Regions from separate parts of the Sus scrofa genome. Here all the other regions are linked to region 3. Evidence: chromatin contacts called from public HiChIP or PLAC-seq data. All regions are on one chromosome and are shown on one strand. The core of a region is the stretch at or near the end of the contact, and the rest is flanking DNA. Distances in the headings are between cores, read along the strand shown. Region 1 overlaps HRH1 (histamine H1 receptor). Region 2 overlaps VGLL4 (transcription cofactor vestigial-like protein 4). Region 3 overlaps ATG7 (autophagy related 7).

Region 1 (2,700 bases), core at 183-2,682, 260 kb before region 3:
TTTTGTTTTGTTTTTTTTACAGCTGTGCCTGCAGCACATGGAAGTTCCTGGGCTAGAGGTTGAATTGGAACTACAGCTGCTGGCCACACCACAGTCCAGCCATGCCAGATCCAAGCCACATCTTCGACCTATGCCACAGACTTGCAGCAGTGCCAGAACCTTAACCCACTGAGTGAGGCCAGGGATCAAACTCGAATCCTCACAGATACTATGTTGGGTGCTTAACCTGCTGAGCCACAATGAGAACTCCCCTAACTCAATAAAAGCAAACTGCAATTACCTTGCCAGACAAAAAGACTGGTTTATCTTTCTTTTCTCTGTATAGCAACTATTCTAAAAATCCTGCATATATGAAGAGGCTGTCAAGGAGTATACAGCACCCCCCCCAAAAAAAAGAAGAGTAGAAAATGCATTTCTGGGAGTTCCCATTGTGGCTCAGTGGGTTAAGAATCTAACATAGTGTCTGTGAGGATGCAGGTTCAATCCCTGGCCTTGCTCAGTGTGTTAAGGATACAGTGTTGCCACAAGCCGTGGCCTAGGTTGTATATGTGGCTTGGATCTGGTATGGCTGTGGCTGTGGCATAGGCCTCAGCTGCAGCTCCGATTTGACCCCTAGCCTTGGGAACTTCCATGTGCCACAGATGCAATCTGAAAAAAAAAAAATGCATTTCCAATGGTATCAGGGAGTTAATGAAATATGTGTGAATTGTCTAGCTCTTGTGATATTTCTGGTATTCTTCAGTTTTTAAAAAATGTGCTCTTTAAAAACTGAAATACATGTGTACCTAAATTCGTCTTAATGATTTTGAAATCTTTGTCTTAAAGGGGCTCCCCCAAATTGTATAAACTTAAACCCTAAATAAAATATGGATCCATCCCTGATGCACACCAGTGCCCAGGGCATACACATGTGTGCACAGACCTGGGTATCCATAGGCCTGCATGCTCACCAGGCAGGCGCTCTCCAAGGGCAGAGGTGGGAGAAGGAAGTGCAGCTCGGCTCTTAGGAGGCAAATGACCCCTAAGTCACAAATGTGATCCCGCCTTTCCAAAGCCCCACAGTGGCTCAGTGACACTTGCCAGCACCAGCTTATCTCTGATGACAGCACATTTGCTTTTGCGTCCAGTGCATCTGGCTTTCCCTCTCCCTTCTTCCAGGCCTCTGGAAATCTCTGGCAGCCTTGTCTCCTCCTGCAAGATCTCATCAACTAATCCACAATTGCGGTATGGGGTGAGGATCAAAGACCCTCCCCAGGGGGGTATTTGAAAGCAATGCTCTTCCCAAAGGAACAGCTCCAGGTGGTGGAGTTTCATCCTGGCAAAAGATGCCAAGTGGAGATATTTAAGGAACTTCCACCCTCCCGCGTCACACTGCATGGGCGGGTGTCTCCTGTTCTCTCCCAGTTTTCTGGTTGCGTGTACTCTCACTTCCTCCTCTCTTCTCTGCTTCTCTTTCTGACTGCACATCTGCTGGGGCTCCATGCCAGAGGCTGGCAAACTTCTATAGAGGGCAGATTGTGGGCCTAAAATTTGTGGGCCACATATAGTCCCTGCTGTAAATACTTAATGCTGCCGTTGGGTGAAAGCAGGCATAAAAAAATACTCAAATGAATGAGCATGGCTGTGTTCCAATAAAAATTTATTTACAAGGACAATCTGTGGGCCAAAGCTAGTCCCTGCTCTAGACTCTAAGCTCCTTTAAAGCAGGGCCTGATTATTTTAAGCACTGAATGTCTAGGGCCTCCTAGAATGGCCCGCATGGAATGAGATCTAGGTACATACTACTTGGCTCTGACTCTACCCTTTCACTTCCTATTCCTCTGTCTCCCTCTATCCATGAAACCTCACCAAGCCTCAGCTTTTCAGAATACCGGAGGAGTCCAGCAAGGATAAACACCTTTCACTCTGGCAATCAGCTAATTGGCACAGCTCTGCCAGGTACTCAGGCAGTGAAGGAAGTTTCATGCTTAATTCAGCTTCTTTCCCAAGGCTTAACCCAACCTGGGAGATGTATTAAGACACAGGGACCAAGGAAACCTCAGGAAGGGATGGGGCTGGCATCTCTAAGACAGGCAACAGCTTGCAGCCACATGTCTGCTCCCCTCATCCACAGCCCTGAACCCCTTTCTCCTTTCCTGTCATTTGTTCATACCCTAGTTAGGTATTTCCTGAGTGCCAGCACCATGCTAAACACAGGGATGCAGCAAGGGAGACAGAAAATTAACACTGGCACTGTCATTGGCACTTAGAATATAACCCCCCAAATTGTTCACGAACAAATGGTCAGTTGAACCAAAGGGTGCTGGAGATAAGGCTTGGTTCTGCCAGCAGCAAACAGGCACTTTGCCTAAGGATGAGCATCCTGGGATGGAGGCCTCTGGCTGAGCAACTTTGGCCTCCTGGACAGGACCACCGTTGCCAAAACAAAAGATGTTAACCAAGAATTCAATTAAAAAATGGGCAGAGGATCTGACCAGACATTTTTCCAAAGAAGACATACAGATGGCCAGCAGGTACATGAAAAGGTGCTCAACATCACTAGCCAGCAGGGAAACACAAATCTAAACCACAATGAGCTATCACCCCACACCTGTTCCAATATCTATCACCCAAGAGACAAGACCTGCAAGGGTTGGTGAGGATGTGGAGAAGAGGGAACATCTTGTGCACAGTTTGTGGGAATATGACTTGGTGCAGCCA
Region 2 (2,700 bases), core at 98-2,597, 290 kb after region 3:
AAAATGATATGAAGCATGACTTTACTGAAGCAAAAGATTTCAGGGAGAGAAAGTAATAGAAAACATAACTGAAAAGACAGTTAAATATTAAATAAAGGTTGAGGACCAGGAATAAATCAGACAGAAATCAAACTTGACTCTATAGTAACACACTGTAGTAAAGAGTCCCATAGGTTCACTTTGGGGAAAGAGAGGGAGTAATATGATAAAAACAATGTTTGAAGATCAGTCCAAGATGCAAAATAAGTTGTGAGAGAAAGAAGCAAAAGAAAAAGGAAGCGAAAGTCACAACCAATTCATCCAACTCCACTTTCAGTTTTCAAAATTAAATTAGCAGTACCTGATAAAAGGAATTGTGTTGTTGCACATGATAAAGAACTTGGACAGCTCGATTACTACACATTATTTCTTTACATACTATTTCTGAGAGCAGCAATATGATGTATTTAACTTCTCAATGCTGAACCCAATGTAGAATACATTTGCCATTTCTTCTTCCACTTCAAGTATAAATTCCAACCAGTTTCAAAAAGCATTACCTCTTCTTTCCAAAGATCAGCATTCTCATCTATTAAATAAAGGAGATGGACCAAAAGTGCCCTTTTCAAGTCTAAGACTCTGTGTCTAGTTTAACCTCAGAACTGGTGGGAATGGTAGCTGAGAGTATCTGGGAACAGAGAGAGCTGGGGACCTGGGATTGAGTAACTGAGGCTGTGTTTAACGGGTTACTAATGACACCTGAGCACAAAGCAACTGAATCACACTGGATAAAACTTCCTGAACATTATTTCAGAGGTCCTCCACTTAGGAACCTGTACTCCCCAGTTATTTATCTTGAATGGGGGATCCCTAACAGCTACAGTAACTATAAGATACATAGATACATGAGTAACTTGCTATATAAAAAGTAAAAACTCACCCAGAATACCATCATTTTTTTCCCCTTCTTTTCTTTTTCTTTTCTTTTCTTTTTTTTTTTTTTTTCTTCTTCTTTTTTAACAGCTGTACCTGCAGCATATGGAAGTTTCCAGGCTAGGGGTCGAACTGGAACTGTAGCTGTGACCTGTGCCACAGTCTTGGCAACGCTGGATCCAAGTTGCATCTGTGACCTTCACCACTGCTTACAGCAACACTGGATCTTTTACCCACTGGGTGAGGCCAGAAATCGAACCTGCATCCTCACAGAGACAACATCAGGTCCTTAAAACCTGCTGAGCCACAACAGGGAACTCCACTATCATCTTAATGCATAAATGGTTTCTGTTTTTTATTGAGTTAGTTCCCCTCTATTTCTTTACAATAAGAAAATGTGACTCATACATGCAAATGGTGTATTACTCAGCCTTTAAAAAGAAAGAAATCCTCCCATATGCAACGGCATGGGTGAGCCTGGAGGACATTACGATAAATGAAGTAAGCCAGTCACAGGATAAATACTGCATGATTATCTTAGATAGGAATCTAAACAGTCAGATTCATGGAAACAGCAGGATGATGGTCATGAGGGGCTGGGTGCAACGGGAGTTGCTGTTCAACAGGATGAAGTTTGAGCTAGCAAGATAAATATGTTCTAGAGCTCTGCTGTATAGTACTGTACCTACATTTAATAATACTGTAGTGTGCACTTAAAATCTGTTAAGAGGGTAGATGATTTCACATTAATTGTTCTCACCAAAATTTTTAAAACACCAATAACATATATTGAAGAACATCATTCACTATCATATGTTTTGTTTCTATACACATTGCTGTGATAAAATCATCTAATCAATACAGCATTTGGATCAATTACAGAAATCATCTTTAATATTCAGCTTCTCAGTATTTTTTACCATCAACTTTTTAGACATTGTGAACTTTCATTGTTACCTAATTAATGCAATGATAGATTTCTGACACTGAGATATTCTCTTCTGTAAATCTTTATCTGCACATAAAGATATGTATTTTTCAAATTTTTTTAGGCGTTCCCATCATGGCGCAGCAGAAACGAATCTGACTAGGAACCATGAGGTTTCAGGTTCCATCCCTGGCCTTGCTCAGTGGGTTAAGGATCCAGCATTGCCTTGAGTTATGGTGTAGGTCGCAGACACGGCTTGGATCTGGCGTTGCTGTGGCTCTGGCGTAGGCTGGCAGCAACAGCTCCAATTAGACCCCTAGCCTGGGAACCTCCATATGCCACGGGAGTGGCCCTAAAAAGGACAAAAGACAAAAAAAAAAAAATTTAAAAGACGTTTTTGGAGGAGTTCCCATCAATGGCGCAGCAGAAACGAATCTGACTAGAAACTATGAAGTGGCAGGTTTGATCCCTGGCCTCGCTCAGGAGGTTAAGGATCCAGCGCTGCCATAAGCTGTGGTGTATGTCGCAGACACAGCTCGGATCTGGTGCTGCTGTGGCCAGCAGCTGTAGCTCCAATTAGACCCCTAGCCTGGGAATCTCCATATGCCTTGGGTGTGGCCCTAAAAAGGCAACAACAACAAAAAAAAAAAAAAAAAAAAAAAGAGAGAGAGAGAGAGAGAGAGAAGAATGTTTACAGCCCTGGGATGCAACCCAGGCTCAGTAAGTAACTGTGTCATCGCAGAATGCAGCGGCAGAGCCAACAGAAGTTTCAATAGAAAAGCATTTAAATTTTTTAAACTAAATAACAGGGAGTTCCCATCATGACTCAGTGGTCACAAACCCAACTAGTATTCATGAAG
Region 3 (2,700 bases), core at 110-2,609:
TTGAGTCTATAGCAGGGAGGCTGTCTTGGGAGGGAAGCAGTAAGAGTCCAATTCAGGGACACGTGAGGACAGACTCGCACAGGAGTGCAGAGCTGGGTGAGTCACAGATCACATTTGTCTCTCTCTGCCTCCCCTTGCCTGGCCTGTCATTTTCCACTTGAGGGTCTGACTCAGAAGAAGGGAGATTGCTTGTCCATGGTCACAGAGAGAGGTAGTGAATATGCCGACATCTACACCTAAACCTGGCCCTCTGACCAGTGCTCTCCTGAGGTTTTATGACTGGAAATAGTGCAGCCTGCATATCAGGAGAGCTGACTTTGAATTGCTACTCCTGAGCCGCCCATCATAGACTTGTGTTAGGTCACTGACCCTCCCTCAGCCTCAGTGTCCTATCAGTAAAAGCCGGTGCTTTGCCTTGCGTCCAGAATTGTCTTTGATGAGGCTTTTTGTAAACCAGGAAACACAAGACAAATGTGACTTTTCCAGTGTGTCATTTATTTGAAATGAATGTGTTAATCTCTTCTGCAGAGACATTTCAAGTAGGACCCAGCAGACACTGTCATAACCTCCATCACAGGAGCTGTCCTCCAGAGCCAACCTGTGCAGTTGATGTGCTCATTTGAATCCCTTGCCTCTTCCCCTTTTTGCATGTCTCTCATCTCCTTCCCTCCTTCTGCCCTTGAGATGTGCCCTCCTCTCCTTTACAGATTTCATACAGAGAAGGGCCTTAATTAAATTTTCAGTCATGCCCCTGCACTGGTTTCCTTCTTTAAGTCTTTTATGTTAAATTACTGCAGTTGTAGTTTTCTCAGTGCTGAGGCCAGAGAGCAAATCAGTCCCTTTATAGAAGGGGTTCAGTGTCAAAATGCATGTGCCCATGTTTTTAAAGTACTATGGCAACTAATCCCTGTCATGTTATTTACCCCCATTGAGCCTTGCAACTGTTTGTCATTCACCCGCTCTTCTGGTTCTTTCTCCTCGTTGTTAAGTGTCTGAAGGATTATTTTGGTTGTTGGCCATCTCTTCATTTGGCCTTTTCAAAGGCTGAAGAATAATGCAGCCATATATGGAAAAAGCCCAGTGTGTGTGTGATTACTTGCTTACATTATTTCAAGTTTCAAGCCTTTATTTTTAGCTACTTTCTAAAAACGACAGCAGAGAAAGAACTTTAAAATTAATCAGGGTTGTGTGGTACCTTTTTATAGGCTTTACATTTCTTTTATTTCTCTCTTTTCTGAAATGGAGTGAGTCCATTTATGCGACTGTGTTTTGATTAGCAGGATGTCGTTTCCACAAAAACACTGGGCTGTGTTGCAATGCAGACTCAGCACCTCCCCCCCTCCTCTTCCTGGCTCTCCTGACAAATGACTTCCTGCTGCAGTGGAACTTGGTAAACCCCTTTGTGTGCTTTGTATCCAGAGAGGGGCCTGTGACGCTCCCTGGGCTTTTTTTTTTTTTTTTCCTCACCTGCCCGAAGGACAGTGCTTATTACTTGGCCCCTGTAGAATGAGCCGTGGTAGAATAGTGCTTGTCCTTGGCCGGGGAGTCACATGCCACCCCCACCAGCAACTCCTTTTGTAATGTGGGAAGAGGACCTCAGCCTGTGCTCTCCTCTGCATCAGGCCTGAGGCCTGAGGATGACTTAGTTGCTCTTCTTCCTTTGGGGCCATAGGCAGAATTTGGCCCATCCAGAGATTGGCACATGCAGAAACAGGCTTGATGAGGCCCTGAAATTCAGTGATACTCAGCCTGAAAAGAAAATCTGTTACCGAATTTGAAAACTGTGGGAAAAAACCATTTGAAGGTGAGAAAATAGGCCTCTAGGTTTGTTCTTTTTATAAAAGTCTCTGGCCCAGTGTACGTGAATGGGATTCTGCAAGTGGGCAGTGATGTGTATAAGCCACTTTCTCTCTATAAAGGGAATATCTTTTTTTTTTTTGTCTTTTTGCCATTTTCTTGGGCCGCTCTTGCGGCATATGGAGGTTCCCAGGCTAGGGGTCAATCGGAGCTGTAGCCACCAGCCTACGCCAGAGCCACAGCAATGCTGGATCCTAGCCGAGCCTCATCTGCAACCTACACCACAGCTCACGGCAACGCCGGATCGTTAACCCACTGAGCAAGGGCAGGGATCGAACCCACAACCTCATGGTTCCTAGTCGGATTCGTTAACCACTGCGCCACGACGGGAACTTCGGGAATATCTTTAATTTGCCATTTTTATCTGTATATAAAACACAGAAAATCACACTTAAATCATTAAGTATATATCTTGGATTATCACAAAATGAACACCATTCACCTGCCTGGCACACAGATCAAAATGAAATGTTATTGAGCCTCCCCGCTGCCCCCCTCATGGTTCCACTTATCATCACCTCCTTCCCACACAGAGGCAAGCTTCTCCTCACTCTGAACACCTTGAGAGAAAAGTAGAGAATACTTTTTCATTGTAAATCTTAGCATGCTATTTTTTTCTCTGCTGCTAACAAGTGGGATCTTTTATTGACAGTCAGACAGACAGAAAGAAGAAAGAAAAGGAAGAAAGTAAGTGGTCTTTTCCTGGTTCCTGGGATGGTGCTGAGTTCTGTGAGGCCAGCCAGACCCCTTTTCTGGCTTTTTGTAGAGGCCACTCCTGGCATCTCCAGGAGGTTGGTGTGCAGGCTGATGAGAGACCCTGAATGGGGCACAAATTAGCAGGCA

Evidence for each region. HiChIP or PLAC-seq counts read pairs in DNA pulled down with a chosen protein or histone mark.
Region 1: a contact with region 3 is called in an H3K27ac HiChIP or PLAC-seq map of alveolar macrophages. The contact joins two enhancer-like sites. A contact is called at or near these places in 2 of 47 Hi-C or Micro-C datasets (brain and embryonic fibroblasts) and 1 of 2 datasets of contacts at active chromatin or transcription factors (alveolar macrophages).
Region 2: an H3K27ac HiChIP or PLAC-seq map of alveolar macrophages shows a contact between it and region 3. The contact joins two enhancer-like sites. A contact is called at or near these places in 1 of 5 promoter capture datasets (liver), 23 of 47 Hi-C or Micro-C datasets (adipose tissue, alveolar macrophages, blood and 14 more) and 2 of 2 datasets of contacts at active chromatin or transcription factors (alveolar macrophages and skeletal muscle).

Annotation. Positions count from the first base shown.
Region 1 is chr13:67,239,144-67,241,843 of Sscrofa11.1, forward strand. The region is part of intron 1 of HRH1 (histamine H1 receptor); the gene reads left to right. Among named protein-coding and RNA genes, the nearest start is that of HRH1, 31 kb to the left of the region's middle. Within about 2 kb of position 1,433, at least 8 of the 83 cell types and tissues checked have an H3K27ac peak or open chromatin away from gene starts, as enhancers often do. A contact at or near this core is called in alveolar macrophages, where this site is marked.
Region 2 is chr13:67,796,679-67,799,378 of Sscrofa11.1, forward strand. All of the region lies in intron 2 of VGLL4 (transcription cofactor vestigial-like protein 4), which reads right to left. Among named protein-coding and RNA genes, the nearest start is that of VGLL4, 75 kb to the right of the region's middle. Within about 2 kb of position 1,348, at least 3 of the 83 cell types and tissues checked have an H3K27ac peak or open chromatin away from gene starts, as enhancers often do. A contact at or near this core is called in alveolar macrophages, where this site is marked.
Region 3 is chr13:67,502,597-67,505,296 of Sscrofa11.1, forward strand. The region is part of intron 17 of ATG7 (autophagy related 7); the gene reads left to right. Among named protein-coding and RNA genes, the nearest start is that of ATG7, 86 kb to the left of the region's middle. Within about 2 kb of position 1,360, at least 47 of the 83 cell types and tissues checked have an H3K27ac peak or open chromatin away from gene starts, as enhancers often do. A contact at or near this core is called in alveolar macrophages, where this site is marked.